Regions from separate parts of the Mus musculus genome. Here regions 1, 3 and 4 are each linked to region 2. A link is a contact called in public HiChIP or PLAC-seq and promoter capture Hi-C data. All regions are on one chromosome and are shown on one strand. The core of a region is the stretch at or near the end of the contact, and the rest is flanking DNA. Distances in the headings are between cores, read along the strand shown.

What was found. Promoter capture Hi-C pulls out the DNA fragments that hold promoters and counts their contacts. HiChIP or PLAC-seq counts read pairs in DNA pulled down with a chosen protein or histone mark.
Region 1: an H3K4me3 HiChIP or PLAC-seq map of forebrain shows a contact between it and region 2, with 6 times the contacts expected there. The contact joins the enhancer-like site here to the promoter of Tmem30b in region 2. A contact is called at or near these places in 16 of 39 promoter capture datasets (the 3T3-L1 cell line, 3T3-L1-derived adipocytes, the C10 cell line and 11 more), 1 of 15 datasets of contacts at CTCF or cohesin (the NIH/3T3 cell line), 47 of 484 Hi-C or Micro-C datasets (the 3T3-L1 cell line, 3T3-L1-derived adipocytes, the C2C12 cell line and 27 more), 23 of 115 datasets of contacts at active chromatin or transcription factors (T-cell acute lymphoblastic leukemia, acute myeloid leukemia, bone marrow-derived dendritic cells and 16 more) and 1 of 9 other capture datasets (embryonic stem cells).
Region 3: a promoter capture Hi-C map of second pharyngeal arch cranial neural crest shows a contact between it and region 2, with 7 times the contacts expected there. The contact joins the promoter of Six6 here to the promoter of Tmem30b in region 2. A contact is called at or near these places in 9 of 39 promoter capture datasets (the 3T3-L1 cell line, cranial neural crest, embryonic stem cells and 6 more), 2 of 484 Hi-C or Micro-C datasets (embryonic stem cells and nephron progenitors), 13 of 115 datasets of contacts at active chromatin or transcription factors (bone marrow-derived macrophages, craniofacial prominence, embryonic basal ganglia and 6 more) and 3 of 9 other capture datasets (adipose tissue, embryonic stem cells and macrophages).
Region 4: a contact with region 2 is called in an H3K4me3 HiChIP or PLAC-seq map of stem cell-derived neural progenitor cells, with 4 times the contacts expected there. The contact joins the promoter of 4930447C04Rik here to the promoter of Tmem30b in region 2. A contact is called at or near these places in 1 of 39 promoter capture datasets (hippocampal neurons), 1 of 484 Hi-C or Micro-C datasets (cortical neurons) and 7 of 115 datasets of contacts at active chromatin or transcription factors (craniofacial prominence, embryonic limb bud, embryonic stem cells and 3 more).

What each region holds. Positions count from the first base shown.
Region 1 is chr12:72,830,353-72,833,612 of GRCm38.p6, forward strand. No RefSeq gene overlaps it. Among named protein-coding and RNA genes, the nearest start is that of Gm40441, 12 kb to the right of the region's middle. Within about 2 kb of position 1,694, at least 66 of the 459 cell types and tissues checked have an H3K27ac peak or open chromatin away from gene starts, as enhancers often do. A contact at or near this core is called in cerebellar granule neurons, cerebral cortex, cortical neurons and 5 more, where this site is marked.
Region 2 is chr12:73,544,307-73,547,742 of GRCm38.p6, forward strand. Tmem30b (transmembrane protein 30B) reads right to left here and starts at 2,089. Exons shown (of 1, transcript NM_178715.3): 1 at 1-2,089. The coding sequence starts at 2,033. The coding sequence ends at 972.
Region 3 is chr12:72,938,117-72,941,151 of GRCm38.p6, forward strand. It overlaps Six6 (sine oculis-related homeobox 6), which reads left to right and starts at 1,766. Exons shown (of 2, transcript NM_011384.5): 1 at 1,766-2,511. The coding sequence starts at 1,940.
Region 4 is chr12:72,916,190-72,919,463 of GRCm38.p6, forward strand. It overlaps 4930447C04Rik (RIKEN cDNA 4930447C04 gene), which reads right to left and starts at 1,576. Exons shown (of 18, transcript NM_029444.2): 1 at 1,519-1,576; 2 at 634-690; 3 at 485-541. The coding sequence starts at 682.

The DNA.
Region 1 (3,260 bases), core at 444-2,943, 710 kb before region 2:
TGTCTTCATAAAGTCACTTGAATGGCTTTGATAGCCAGCAAGAGGCTTGCTCATGCCGGGAATCCAAGGATGAACGTGCATGTTACATAAAGAGGAAATCTTCCTCTAAGCTGAGCCTCCTAATTGGAGCACTAGATGCGCTGTTATGCAAGCAGACACTGCGATTAATAAGCTTTCTTGCATCTGTAACTCGTGGGTGACTGAACAGATAAGCCTCTTCTGTACTGTGAGACAGTTCAGTTGATTCAATAGACTCGGGTGATGTCATGAACATAAAAGTCATCTGAGCCTCAGGCTTTAGAGATTGACTGTCCCACCCAAAAATGACCTGGATTGCTTTCACAGCACTCCGAGGGGCCTGGCTGGAGGTCTGTGGCTTTGACACCTAGAAGAATTCCTCTCAAACTTTAAACTGTCTCACTCAGGAGTGGTGGCTCATACCTGCAATCCCTGTGCTTGGAAGGCTGAGGTGGGAGCAATACCTTGGGTTCAAGGTCAGCTTGAGCTACCTACTGAGTTCCAGGAGGCCAGTCTATGTTATAGACTGAGACCCTCTCTCTAAAATCGAAACAAAATTTAAAAACACAGGGGCTGCAGGGTGTCTAGAATGAGCCTCTGTTCCATTTGCTGTGTCTGAGCTATATAGGTCTGAGAGGCCACATTTCCTGAGGTCTCAGAATCGATGCTTGTGCAGTGTCTCCATGGGTCGCCCTGAGTAGCAAGGTCCTGGGTGATGTCAGATATCAGGCAGTTTAAAACGAGCGGTTCTAGCCGGGTGTGGTGGCGCACACCTTTAATCCCAGCACTTGGGGGGCAGAGGCAGGTGGATTTCTGAGTTCGAGGCCAGCCTGGTCTACAAAGTGAGTTCCAGGACAGCCAGGTATACAGAGAAACCCTGTCTCGAAAAAACCAAACAACCAAACAAACAAAAACAAAAACAAAAAACCCCAGAGGTTCCCTGATTAGGGAAAATGCTTACTTCTTCACATTAATGTTAATCAGAAGTTCAGGGTGTGTGGCTGAAGAAGAGAGACATGGCACATACTAATTAAAATCAAAACAAACCCTGAGTTAACAAATTCAGCTTTAAGCGGTGGAAGGAGCCTGCTTTCAAGTGTTCAGTTGTGTCCATGCTCTGCCAAGCTACAAGAAGAGAGTGAATTTATTTTATTTTATTTTATTTTATTATTTTTTTTTCCTCTAGTGATCTGCCCTTCGCGCGTTTGCCAGCAAGCACAAAGGCAGGAGGAAGCGATGCTTTAAATTCACATTATTTTAGCTGATATATCTGGAGCACGGTGATAAATTAATCATGACGGCCGGTCTGATTCACCATCGTACTGTAGCCCAATTTACACTTCGCATTTGCAGAACTGAAATGCGATGCATTAAAATGGTGCACACATCACAGATTTTTCTCTCCAGTGAACCCACGGAGGGAAGGGAGGAGCTTTGTGTCTGCTCCTGTAAGCACCTGCCTGTAGGCCCGGGCTCAGCCCCGCACCGGGAGCACCCAGGAGGCCGAGAGAGAAAGCACGCTGCGGGAAGCCTGCTTGCAACTGAGCGTCCTTTAAAACTGTCTTCTTGGCGGAATGGCCAAGGCCGGCTTGTTCACAGAGGAGGGGGCGCGGGGTGGTGTTACTAAACATAACAGATGGCAGCTGTCTGCAGCTATATAGGGCGCGCTGACAAATCCTCCTGGACGGCGGCGCGGCGCGGGGCTGCCGGGCGTGGGTGTCGCCTGCGGGGCTCAGGGCAGCGGTGGCTGGCTCCGGAGATCGCCAGGGCCAAGAAAGGAAGGGCGCGGTCTCTCCAAGGTCACCGCCTCGCTGCACCTGCGCCCCGATCTGGTCGGATGTGGCCGTGGGCTCCTGGGGACAGGTGATACCCCTTGGCAAATAGGTATCCACTACAGGAGGGCGTGGTGGTTAAGTGCCCAGTTCATGGCCACTCGGGAGGAAGCCTCACCTGGCCTGTGTGCTGGTGCTGTGTGAAATGAATGAATTTCCTACCATTTCCGGAATTTTTCGAGACACAGATCAAGAATCGGTAACTGTTCCAAGGCTTATTTTTTCTAGGATTCTGAGATTCTTGCAGATAGTGAAATTTTACAAAGTATAACGGGAGTTACTTTCAGAGCTATACATTTTAACATTTATTTTACATAACAGGAATGTTGAAATATCATACAAGTAAATAATACTGGGCAGCCTCTTGGCTGACAGGCTGTCGGGTTTGGCTTGGCAGGTGAGCCAAAAGAAAATTGAAGGCTCTGAGCCGGATCTAACAATACGTTGCTGTCATTATCGAGCTGCAAAGAGCATCAGAGACATAGGACAGGCATCAAGGTGCCACACTGCTATCTTGCAAATGATGGGAGCTGTCCAAAGAGAGGAACAGAGATTGCTGCCATCTGTGCGAAGGTTCTAGGTGTGTGACACGCTCTTCACGGAGCACTCCCTGCTGGCGGCATGACTGAGGGCGGGCAAGAGTCTCCTCTCAGCTCCTCGTCATCTGAAGAATGATGAGCACCACAGTCTATGCATCCTGCCACCTGTAACACGCCCCCTCCCCATTAAGTCCTCGCTACCTCCTTACCATCTTTGACTCCCAATGACATATTGAAATGACTTCCTTGTCTTTGCCATGGGATCTGAGAAACCTGTCCACTGATTCTCATAGAATAAAATTCTGCACATCGGATTCCCTTGCTTTGGGCTTGACAGCAAGCAGTTCACTGAGGCACCCTGGCTAAGTATTTCACCAGGTACTTGTTGAAGGGTGCTTGGGAAAGAGAGCCACAATGAATAAGCACACTCTCACAAGCCAAACCGTTGTTTGCTTTTTTTTTTTTTTCTTTCTTTTTTTTTTTTTTTTTTTTGTCCAGACAGTGTCTCACTAAGTAGCTCTGGCTGTACTGAAAATCACTTTGTAGACCAGGCTAGCCTCAAACTCACAGAGTCCTGGCTGTCTCTATCTCCTCAGTACTGAGATTAAAGGCCTGTGACGTAAAATAATACTTGAGTCAACTCTGTCATGAGCCTGTATGCTTTATAATATGGTATAAATATATACTTTAGAATCATATATTTATATATTTCTTTAATCTTTGTTATGCATAAAAAACACTGACTTTTAAAAATCCTTTTTACCATTGTTAAAGTTATGCCTGCAGTTACTCAGGAGTATACAGGTGAACTTCAAATATTTAAATAGTTAAGCATATTTTTAAGTGTGTGCAAAATATAGTTTATCAAACT
Region 2 (3,436 bases), core at 839-3,338:
TTTAAGATAGTTCTTTGTGAAGATAATACAAATGAGTTAAATTATTCCCTTCAGCATGATTCAAGGTGGGGGTGGGGTGTTGAGAAAGAAGGCAAAACTCGGTCCCTCAGGGTTGCAAGGAAACTGCTTCCCACTAAGATCATTTGCAGTCGGGTTTCTCAGGTTAAAACACTTGCCCCTGAGCCATGCAGACTGCTCTTGCGTTTTCAGATTTTTACACGGCGTCTTCTTAAGTTTGCTTTTACATTTAATGACGCACTTCTGCCCTGCAGATCTGCACTTTCCTAGACCTAGCAAGTTTTCTTGCTCATTCCACAAATTGCCAGCTTCCTTCCTATGTGTTTAGGACCAAACAGGAGCACTATGATTGCCACCGTTCACGGGAACAAATTATTACAGGTAAAACTGAATTCAGGTGAGTACTTCAGGCCCAACCTGGCTCAAGATTCCAATTCAAGGGCACAAGGATTCCAGAGAAGCTTGCTCATCCTGGCCTTACTGTGTCAGAACCTGAGGGGCCTGGTGCCTCGTCATCGACTTAAATCTTAACCAATATGCTTTCCCTGCTCCTCTGTGCCTCTGCGGGCAATCAGCGGGTATCATTTGCCATCCCAACACTTCCCCGCCCCATCTGATATCTCCCTCCCAGAAAGCGGAGGGAGGTGTGCCTAGAGGAAGGAACAAAAGTTTAGGCTCAAAATCGGGATCCTGGCTGTTGGTCTTAATGAGTTCCAATCCAGGAATCTTAAGGACCTGGCGTGTCAAGTCGGTAAGCCATGGAGAAGATGGGGAAAATGGCAAGATGTGTCACTCTGCAGTCCAGAACCTGAGAACAGTCCCGTGGCGGGTAATTCCCTTCACCAGGCCCATCTTCCACAACAGATCTGTGGGCCTGAAGTTGTGTTAGGAACAAAGGCCACCGCTAAAAGCGGCTTGGCCAAGAAGCAGGCAGGGTTTCTTGGGAAGCAGGATCACTCATCATCGTTGTCGTCGTCGTCCTGGTCCTGGTAGCGAATGTAGACGACCAGCATGACAAAGCCCATGACGATGCAGAGGGAGCCAACGACCAGGTAGGCGATGCCCAGGAAAGGGTTCTTGCCACCCATCCAAGAGATGTTGCTAAGAATGATGAGCTTGTGGCCGCCGAAGGCGCGCACCGGGTAGTTGTAGGTGATGTTGACACGGTAGGTGCCCCGGGGCAGACCGGCGGAGTAGTTGCCCTGGCGGATGCGCGCATAGAGCTTGCGGAACGTGGGCAGCGCCGCGGTGCGCATCCACACCACGAAGTCCTGGTTGATGAAGCCGGTGTTGTTGGGATCCGGGCTGAGCTCATAAACCGGCCGGTGCCAGTTGGGCGGCGGCGCCGTGCCGCGGAAGGCCAGCGCCAGGCTGCCGTTCACCAGCGGCGGGTTGCGGAACTTGACGTGGTAGTCGGTCCACCAGGCGATGGCGGTGCGATCGAGCGGCACCTCGACGAAGGGGTCCGAGGGCTGGCGCTGGTGCCAGAGCGAGAAGGAGTCGTTGAAGAGGCTGTTGGCGATGGCGCCGCACGGTGCGATAGGCAGACCGTCGGAGCGGAACTGGTAGGGGGCGCACTCGTTGGCCGGGTGGCGCAGCGCGCTGGCCAGGCCGCTGAGCTGCGCGTCGTCGCGGGACACGCCGTAGCGCCGGTTGTTCTGGTAGAAGTTGGACAGCTCGTAGTAGAGGTACACGGGGCCCGGGAAGAGCTCGGGCAGCGTAAAGCTCCAGGAGCAAGCGCAGCCGGGCGGCGGAGCGCGGCCCTGGCCCTTGGCGGCGCACACCGAGCAATCGCCGGTGCCGGGGTTGCCGGTGTAGTCGTACTCCAGCTCCTTGATGCCGTTGGAGGAGTAGAAGAGGCCCAGGCCCAGGCCGATGAACGCCAGGCCGGCGCAGAAGAAGAGCGGCAGCGCGATGCCCGCCGACAGCAGCGGCTGCCAGGCGGGGAGGCGCTGCTGAGTGAAGGCGGTGTTGTCGGGCTGGTGCGCGCCCCGCGCCGTGGCGCTCCAGGTCATGGCGGGGATCTCAGCCGGGGCCTGCGGCCGCCGACTCTCAACCCAGGATCAGCGGCGAGCCTCCCGCCTCCGCTCGCCTGCTCAGCTCGACGGCTGCTCCCCGGCCCCGCCCCCAGCCCGCCCGCCCGCGCAGGTGCGCCAGCCCCGCCCCCCACGCAGGTGAGGCCGATTGCGGGGCGCGCTGCCTCTGCCCCGGGACTGCTCAGTTCCGCCACCGCCCAGGTGACCTGGGACTGGCTCCGCCCCTGCATGGCGCCCTTCCCAGGTGAGCAGGGCGAGGCTCCTCACCACACCAGGCTCTGGCCCTTCGATCCTCCCTGTCTGACTCCTCCTCCTCTCTATTCCTCCTTCTCTCCCTCCTCCCACTTCTCCTCCCCTCCTCCTCCCAGCTCTCCCGCTCCTCCGTGGGCAAGTGATGGGCTCAGAGTGGGTCATCTCTTTGGTCAGGTTCCTGTCTCCTTCCACAGGGCCCGAGCAACTTTCCCCAGATCACAAGCCTGACTTAAACAAGAAAGTTCCACCCCAGAGCTTGCTCCAGGGTGGGGTTCTGTTGGCTTGATTATTTATTACCTCGTTAAGGCTGTTAATCCTCGTTATTTAAGGAAAAGGGTGAGTCTTAAGTAGGGTTTCACTTAGTTTTCAAGCACAAAATACAGTGCCCTGGGAGTTACATTGTGGTAGCTGTATCAATTTCAACGTGGAGTTCTTATTCTCCCCTTTTTATGTAAGGGGGGGATTAGTTCCTAGCCAAATGCTCCAGTCTGGTTTAATAACTACAAAAGGTGAAAAGTTCTGTAAAAATAAAATGATTTATTAAGAATCAATGACTGGGAGAGTTTGCAGCCTTTGAATGTCTTCTCTAGCTGGTGGGAGGAACCACCAATGAGAAAAAAAAATGCTGTGGCCTGAATGTGATGTTCTTTTCAGATCTTCTTGATTAGAGAAAGGCCCGACCCAAGGCCCTGGAGGGCCTCGCTGATATCCACAGCCAAGGACATTTGCGTGTTTGGTCCTAGTTGAACTAGAAGGATGTATAGGCTGTATGAAAACTCCAACCAGCCTGGGCCTTGGGGCTGGTTTGTTTGTTGTTTTTGTTTGTCTCGGGGTTGGTTAGAATACACAAGGGCACAGGGGGCTATGCATGGAATCTTCCTTAGGTACAGAAGTACACTCCTGCAGCTCATACAGTGTGAATAGCTTAAGTGCTTTCTCTGTTATTCGTGCATACCCGTTTATCCAAATCCAAAGAGACTTGGAAAACTAAGAGCTGTTGGAAATATTTTTAATGTTGTCTTCCAAGTCTTCAGCCCTGTGCCGAACAATGTAGAAGAAATGGCAATTAGGCCAAACTGGAATCTTAGTAGTCTAATAAGGCACTCTCCGGCTGTTATTTGTTTGTTTGT
Region 3 (3,035 bases), core at 516-3,015, 610 kb before region 2:
AGTTGCGCCCAGGCAGAGAAGGTTTGTGTTTTCTCACTACCTTATCATCCTTATTTTGCCCCTATCCTGTAGCACTTCAAGAAAAATGAACGCTTCAGAAAAAAGCAACTCGGATGAGGCGTCTGGCAATCTCACAGAAATGATAGGAATGGTTGCAGGGTTTCCCCCCCACCCCCCACCCCTTTCCCTCTGCTACCCCCCCCCCCCCCGCGAACTGTGAAGATCTGTGAAAATAATATCAGGGTTTTCCGTCAGAACGAGCTTTACCCTGCACTCAGGCGTGGTGTGATCTGACCCGACACATCCAACCATCTGTGCTATCTATCTGCCTTCTGATTTACTCAATCTGTACAAGCCGCATACAACGTGTACTTGATACTAAAGAAAAGACAGCTAGCCCCAGTCCAATTCAGGGATGAACCTTGTCGTCTGATTTTTTTTGGGGGGGGGGCGGGGGGGGGCACCTATACCCAGTGTTTCCTTTCTACCAACTAATAAGCCCCGTCCATGGCTACATGAGATCGTGGTTTCCTCGACGGAAGCCCCAGAAAGCGGTATGATGTGGATGTCAATTGGGAATCAATAAATGTTGCCAATTCAATCTATTGGCCAGAAGGCAGAGTGCCAAAAAAGGCCCATGCTCTCTGCAGGAGGGGTCAGTGACCCGTGGCTCTGACCAATCTACCTTGCCACCTTAACTGCACGGCATTGTGGGATGCAGCCTGCACTTTATCTTGCTGGCACTTCTGATCTAAAAAAAAAAAAAAAAAAAAAAAAAAAAAAAAAAAAAAAAAAAAAAAAACCACACGGTTTCTATGTCCGCCCCAGGAGTTGTAAGTTCTAGACAGAGGCAAAATCAGCCTGCCATGAGAGAATCAAATCTGTTTTTAAAGGATCTTTGAAGTAGGCTTTTAAGTTGCTGTCTTGACCTAAGAATGGCTTCTCACTCTAGATGTGGCTGCTGCCCATTTGTTCAAGTCCACTGAACTGGAGAGAGGGGGTCTATGAAGGATAACTTTATTTAGTCAGAAGCCCCTACAGCTTGCATTTCTTGGAGTTAGACTCCGTGATTAGCACCTAGTTGTCAAATGGTGTGTGTGTGTGTGTGTGTGTCTGTGTGTGTCTGTGTGTGTCTGTGTGTCCTTGCCGCCATATAAAACAGTTCCAGGGACCTTTGAAGGGAGCAAAGTTAGAGTCCAAACTGACCTCTACTACAGATCTGTGGTTCTGTTCCTTCTGTTCCCGGCTTGCTTCCTATGCAGCTGGAAATGGTAAGCGGCAGACAGGCAGGAATGGGTGCCTGGGGAAAAAAAAAATGAGAGGATCCACTTCCCCTCCCTGTCCCTTTGGTGCATGCTCTTCCCGGGGGTGGGGGGTTGTCGCTTCCCTATGTTTAAACTTTCTCAAAGGGTTTGTTTCTCCCAGTCCTCTTTTGTCCTCTGGAGTCCTTTCGACCCCGGCATAGCATCGCTCCCAAAGTGAATTCCTGCAGCATCCTACCTCTCTGGTGGGAAAACAAGAGGGAGGGGCTGGACAGGGGGAGCCCGGAGGGTGAGACGCTGCGGATTTCGTGTGCGTTCCAGCCACTCCTACCTCTTTTTTCATTCTTCAGGTTCAGCAGTCTCCCCGGCAAACCGTGGGCGCTGTCGATTCTGGGGAGGTGCTGAAACGACCGGGGCGCTCTAGTCGCAGCCTTGATTGGCAGAGCAGCCTAGTGACTGACAGGGGGTCTCCATGGCGCCCGCGTCTCCAATCCGCCCACCCCAGTAGCGGCACGGTCTAGCTGGCTGGCTTTTCCTAGCTGAGCAAGCGCAGCCGAACCCAACCCACAGCTCTTCCAGGCGGGAAGGCTCCCCCCGACTCTGTAACCCCCAGCCGCACCCCGCTCGGCCCGCGGGCATCTGCTGCGTGTCCCACCCGGGGCGCCCGCGCAGCCTCGATGTTCCAGCTGCCCATTTTGAATTTCAGCCCCCAGCAAGTAGCCGGGGTATGTGAGACCCTGGAGGAAAGCGGCGACGTGGAGCGCCTAGGTCGCTTCCTATGGTCGCTGCCCGTGGCCCCAGCAGCTTGTGAAGCCCTTAACAAGAATGAGTCGGTGCTGCGAGCGAGAGCCATCGTGGCTTTCCACGGTGGCAACTACCGCGAGCTTTATCATATCCTGGAAAATCATAAGTTTACTAAGGAATCGCACGCCAAGCTGCAGGCGCTGTGGCTCGAAGCGCATTACCAGGAGGCAGAGAAGCTGCGTGGACGGCCCCTAGGGCCAGTAGACAAGTACCGAGTAAGGAAGAAGTTCCCGCTGCCGCGGACCATTTGGGATGGCGAACAGAAGACTCACTGCTTCAAGGAGCGCACGCGGCACCTGCTTCGAGAGTGGTACCTTCAGGACCCATATCCCAACCCCAGCAAAAAGCGAGAGCTCGCCCAGGCAACCGGACTGACCCCCACACAGGTGGGCAACTGGTTCAAAAACCGCAGACAAAGAGACCGGGCAGCTGCAGCCAAAAACAGGTCAGTACCAGCAGGCCTCTAGGCTTGGTGCACACCGGGATGGGGCGGGAGGAGGCATTCTTGGCCCTTACCTGGTGTCCAGGGACCCAAATTCAAAGGGAGCTGGGAATGCAGTCTGTCTTGGGTTTATGAGCCCACTGTGTTCTAGATTCCTATGCAGGCTCCTGGTTCCCCACCGTCCCCCCCCCCTGGTTCTTGGGGTTTTGGGGGTCACTGCAGCAGCTGATGTGGGTCACCAAACTAAAATGTCGCTGTAGTTAGGGAAACGGGGGCGGAGGGAGGGAGAAAGATTAAAAGCCCAGGATCAATCAGAAATCCAGAGGCCCAAAGCTAATTTTTACTAGCATGGACCCAGGCTCTCATCAAGTGAAGCCTATTTAGTTAGCTCTATTTTTAAATCCCGGCTGCATCCTTCCCTGATGCTCTGAAAAAGGTTTCAGTTTTCAGAGAGTCTCAGATTCTAAGAGGCAGAAAGACGTGTTTCCTCATGACAACTATCCTGTCTCCACCCAGCAAGCTAGTCG
Region 4 (3,274 bases), core at 326-2,825, 630 kb before region 2:
GAATAACATTTTTAGAATACTAAGGAACACTAATAATAATACTAAAGAATACTAATACTAAAAAGTTAACAGTTCTGTTTTCAAAACTAAAATTAGAACTGAACCATTTTATTTAATTTACCCTGCTATTTTACTTATTATTTTTAAGAATCATTCTTCCTGATAATGTGCCACTTGCCAACCTCTGATTTTTATTATTTCTAGAAAAAAAAAATTCCAATATTTGAAATGACTCTTACTTGAAAGGTAAAAGAGCTTATGTAAGGGACTATTTCTGAGAAATTCTTTACAAAATGATGTTGAATACAAACATTGTTATAATACTGTTTCAATTATTCACTCCTAAAATAAATAGCTCATCATTACTCAAAAGAAAGACCCCCCTCTCATACATACAAGTTGCCCTAAGCAGTTTAATTATGCACTATGCTATATAAGATAAAACCAAAAGACTAAAATATTTATTTCATGCAAAACTACTTACTATTAATTCTTTGAATCGTATCTTCTTTAATACTTATGTCTTGCTCATACTGGAAAACTAAAAATAAACATTTGAGATTTTTCTTCATGGTTAAATGTCAAATGTTAATACAAATTACTATTTCTTCTTTATTTTCATTTTATACCTACCAAATTCCAACAAAAGCCTGTCCAAACTGACAAACAGATTATCATTCATCTTGGACACTGTGTAAAATAAATAATAAAACTTTCAGAAGCCATATATAAAAGAGCATACATAAAGTAAGAACCTTTCTAGTATAGCATTCTTAAAAGGAAAATGTAAGTGGATTAAGACATGGTGAGAAGGGAGTCTCTTCCAATTAGCTGCTGAATTCCCAGCCAGCGCTTCCAGAGCCCAGATAAACAACTGAGTGGATACCCAAAGGGCTCCGCAAGACGGAAAGTTCTAGAAGTTTTCCTTCGTGACTGCTGTTGAGTTTTTGAACGACTAGAACCCAGACATCTAGATTTCTTATGATCTATTCCAAAACTTATGCGTCAACTGTAGGGGAACTCTTAGCGCCCTTCGTGGAAGGGGCTCTAGAGAAATGGTGTAAGTTGACGAGTGACCGCCATGTGTTTTGTTTTCTTTTGCTTTTTAAGGTTTTCCACAGCTCTCAGTCCTAGCCCCGCCCGCCCCAGGCTGGTTTCGCATCCCCACTCCTGCATTCATGCCAGGAATCCGCCCAAGGGCATGGCCCCTTCCGCAGATGCTCCCCTCAGCGGAGGCCCTGGTCCCTGGCGCCAGGCCCTGGCACGTGGCTCTGTGGAGCGCGGCGGCCTCTTCAGACCTGCTGCCTTCTCCTCAGACCCGCTGCCCTCTCCTCAGACCCGCTGCCTCCTCCTCAGACCCGCTGCCTCCTCCTCAGACCCGCCGCCCTCTCCTCAGACCCGCCGCCCTCTCCTCAGACCCGCTGCCTCCTCCTCAGACCCGCCGCCTTCTCCTCAGACCCGCCGCCTTCTCCTCAGACCCGCTGCCTCCTCCTCAGACCCGCTGCCCTCTCCTCAGACCTGCTGCCTCCTCCTCAGACCCGCAGCTTTCTCCTCAGACCGCTCTTCCACCAGCGTCCCCTCCCCTCCCCGGCCCACCTAACAGGTCCCTACGGGTCCCCACGGGTCCCCGGACATCCGCTGGTCCCCGGGTCCCCAGGGCGGGGTTCTGGGAACACCACCAGACCTTCTGAGGTTTAAGAGTCTAAGCCCTTTGGCTGGGGCCTTGAGAGACCCCGCGCACCACGTGGTAGGCCACAGTTCTCGCGAGATCACATTGACGCGGGGTGGGGGGGGGGCGCTCCCCCAGGTGGAGCGGTCAAAAAAATCCCAAAATGGGTGCTGGATGCAGAAAGCGGTGCCAGAAGAAACGGCTGGCGTTCTTTTTTCTTTTGTCTTTTTTGGTTTTTCGAGACAGGGTTTCTCTGTGTAGCCCTGGCTGTCCTGGAACTCACTCTGTAGACCAGGCTGGCCTCGAATTTAGAGATCTGCCTGCCTCTGCCTCCCAAGTGCTGGAATCAAAGGTGTGCGCAACCACGCCCGGCAGGAACGGCTTTCTTCAGGCTAGTTTTCTTCAAACACTACCCTCGCCTCACTAACAAAATGGCTTGAAAATCAGCACTAAAATGGACATTAACACAAGAAAAACAAAATTTCTTTTTAAAACTACTGTCCCTAGGTAATTTATGCATTTGAACTTTGTGTATCCAAAGCGAACATACAGAAGGAAAAAAAAAATTCCCTAAATTGGGTCTATTTTTATTTTTTAATCGACTAGTAATGGGGACTGAACTGATTGAGCTATGCCATTTCTCAGTTCTATGTTTCTAATGGAAATGGTACTATTATCATCCTAACTCATCTCAACAAGTGTTGTCATAAATTAATTAAATTAAAAAAAAAGCATCCAGCATTTTTCTCAAATCTCTCAAATTACGCACACACACACATAATCAATTTTATTATAACCCGTTATATTACTCACTGGTATTAATGATACCAAACCATCAAGGCTAATAAGTTTTGATGATATAAGAGTTTAGAAATTTTATTCTTTTTTCTGTGTATGTGAGAATCTATTTTTCCAGGTTTACCAAAGTGTAACTTACAATTTATTTGTATATATTTACAATTTGTATATAGATACAAATTTGAATATATTTACAGTGTGTAACATAGAAACTTGAACGCATTAATGTATTCGCTGTCTATTGCTAAAATCTACGGACTACTAACTTTGTTCTAATGACATGTGTTTTGGCTCATACTTCCTGAGGTCCAAGGCTGAGGGGCCACATCTGGTGATAACTCTTTCGGCAATAAAGTCCCAACGCAGTGCAAGGCATCACACCACAAGATATCAATCAACCATGTGTACTGGGTCTCTTCTGGTCCCTCATCTTCTTTTTACAATCTATCAACATTCAGTTATGAAGGTCCCATTCTAGTGACTATATCTAATTCTAATCTCGCCCCAAAGTCCCCACTTCTGAACACTAGAGTTAGGGTAAATGCCTACTGCCTTAATATCTCAAAATGGGGATTAAATTCCAGCACCGGAAGCCTTGAGGGAAGCCATCCAAAGTATGCACAAGCCATAATAATTAGGAAAGACTGAAAAGAAATCAATTTATGAGCATACCCACCACCTCATACAATGATCATTTGTGTAGTTGGTGAGGTCACTTAAGACCTACTGTCTTACCAGGTGTCAAGTACAAAATACAGTATTGACTATGGTCACCATGGTGCATACTAGTTTTCCAGAATTTTTTCA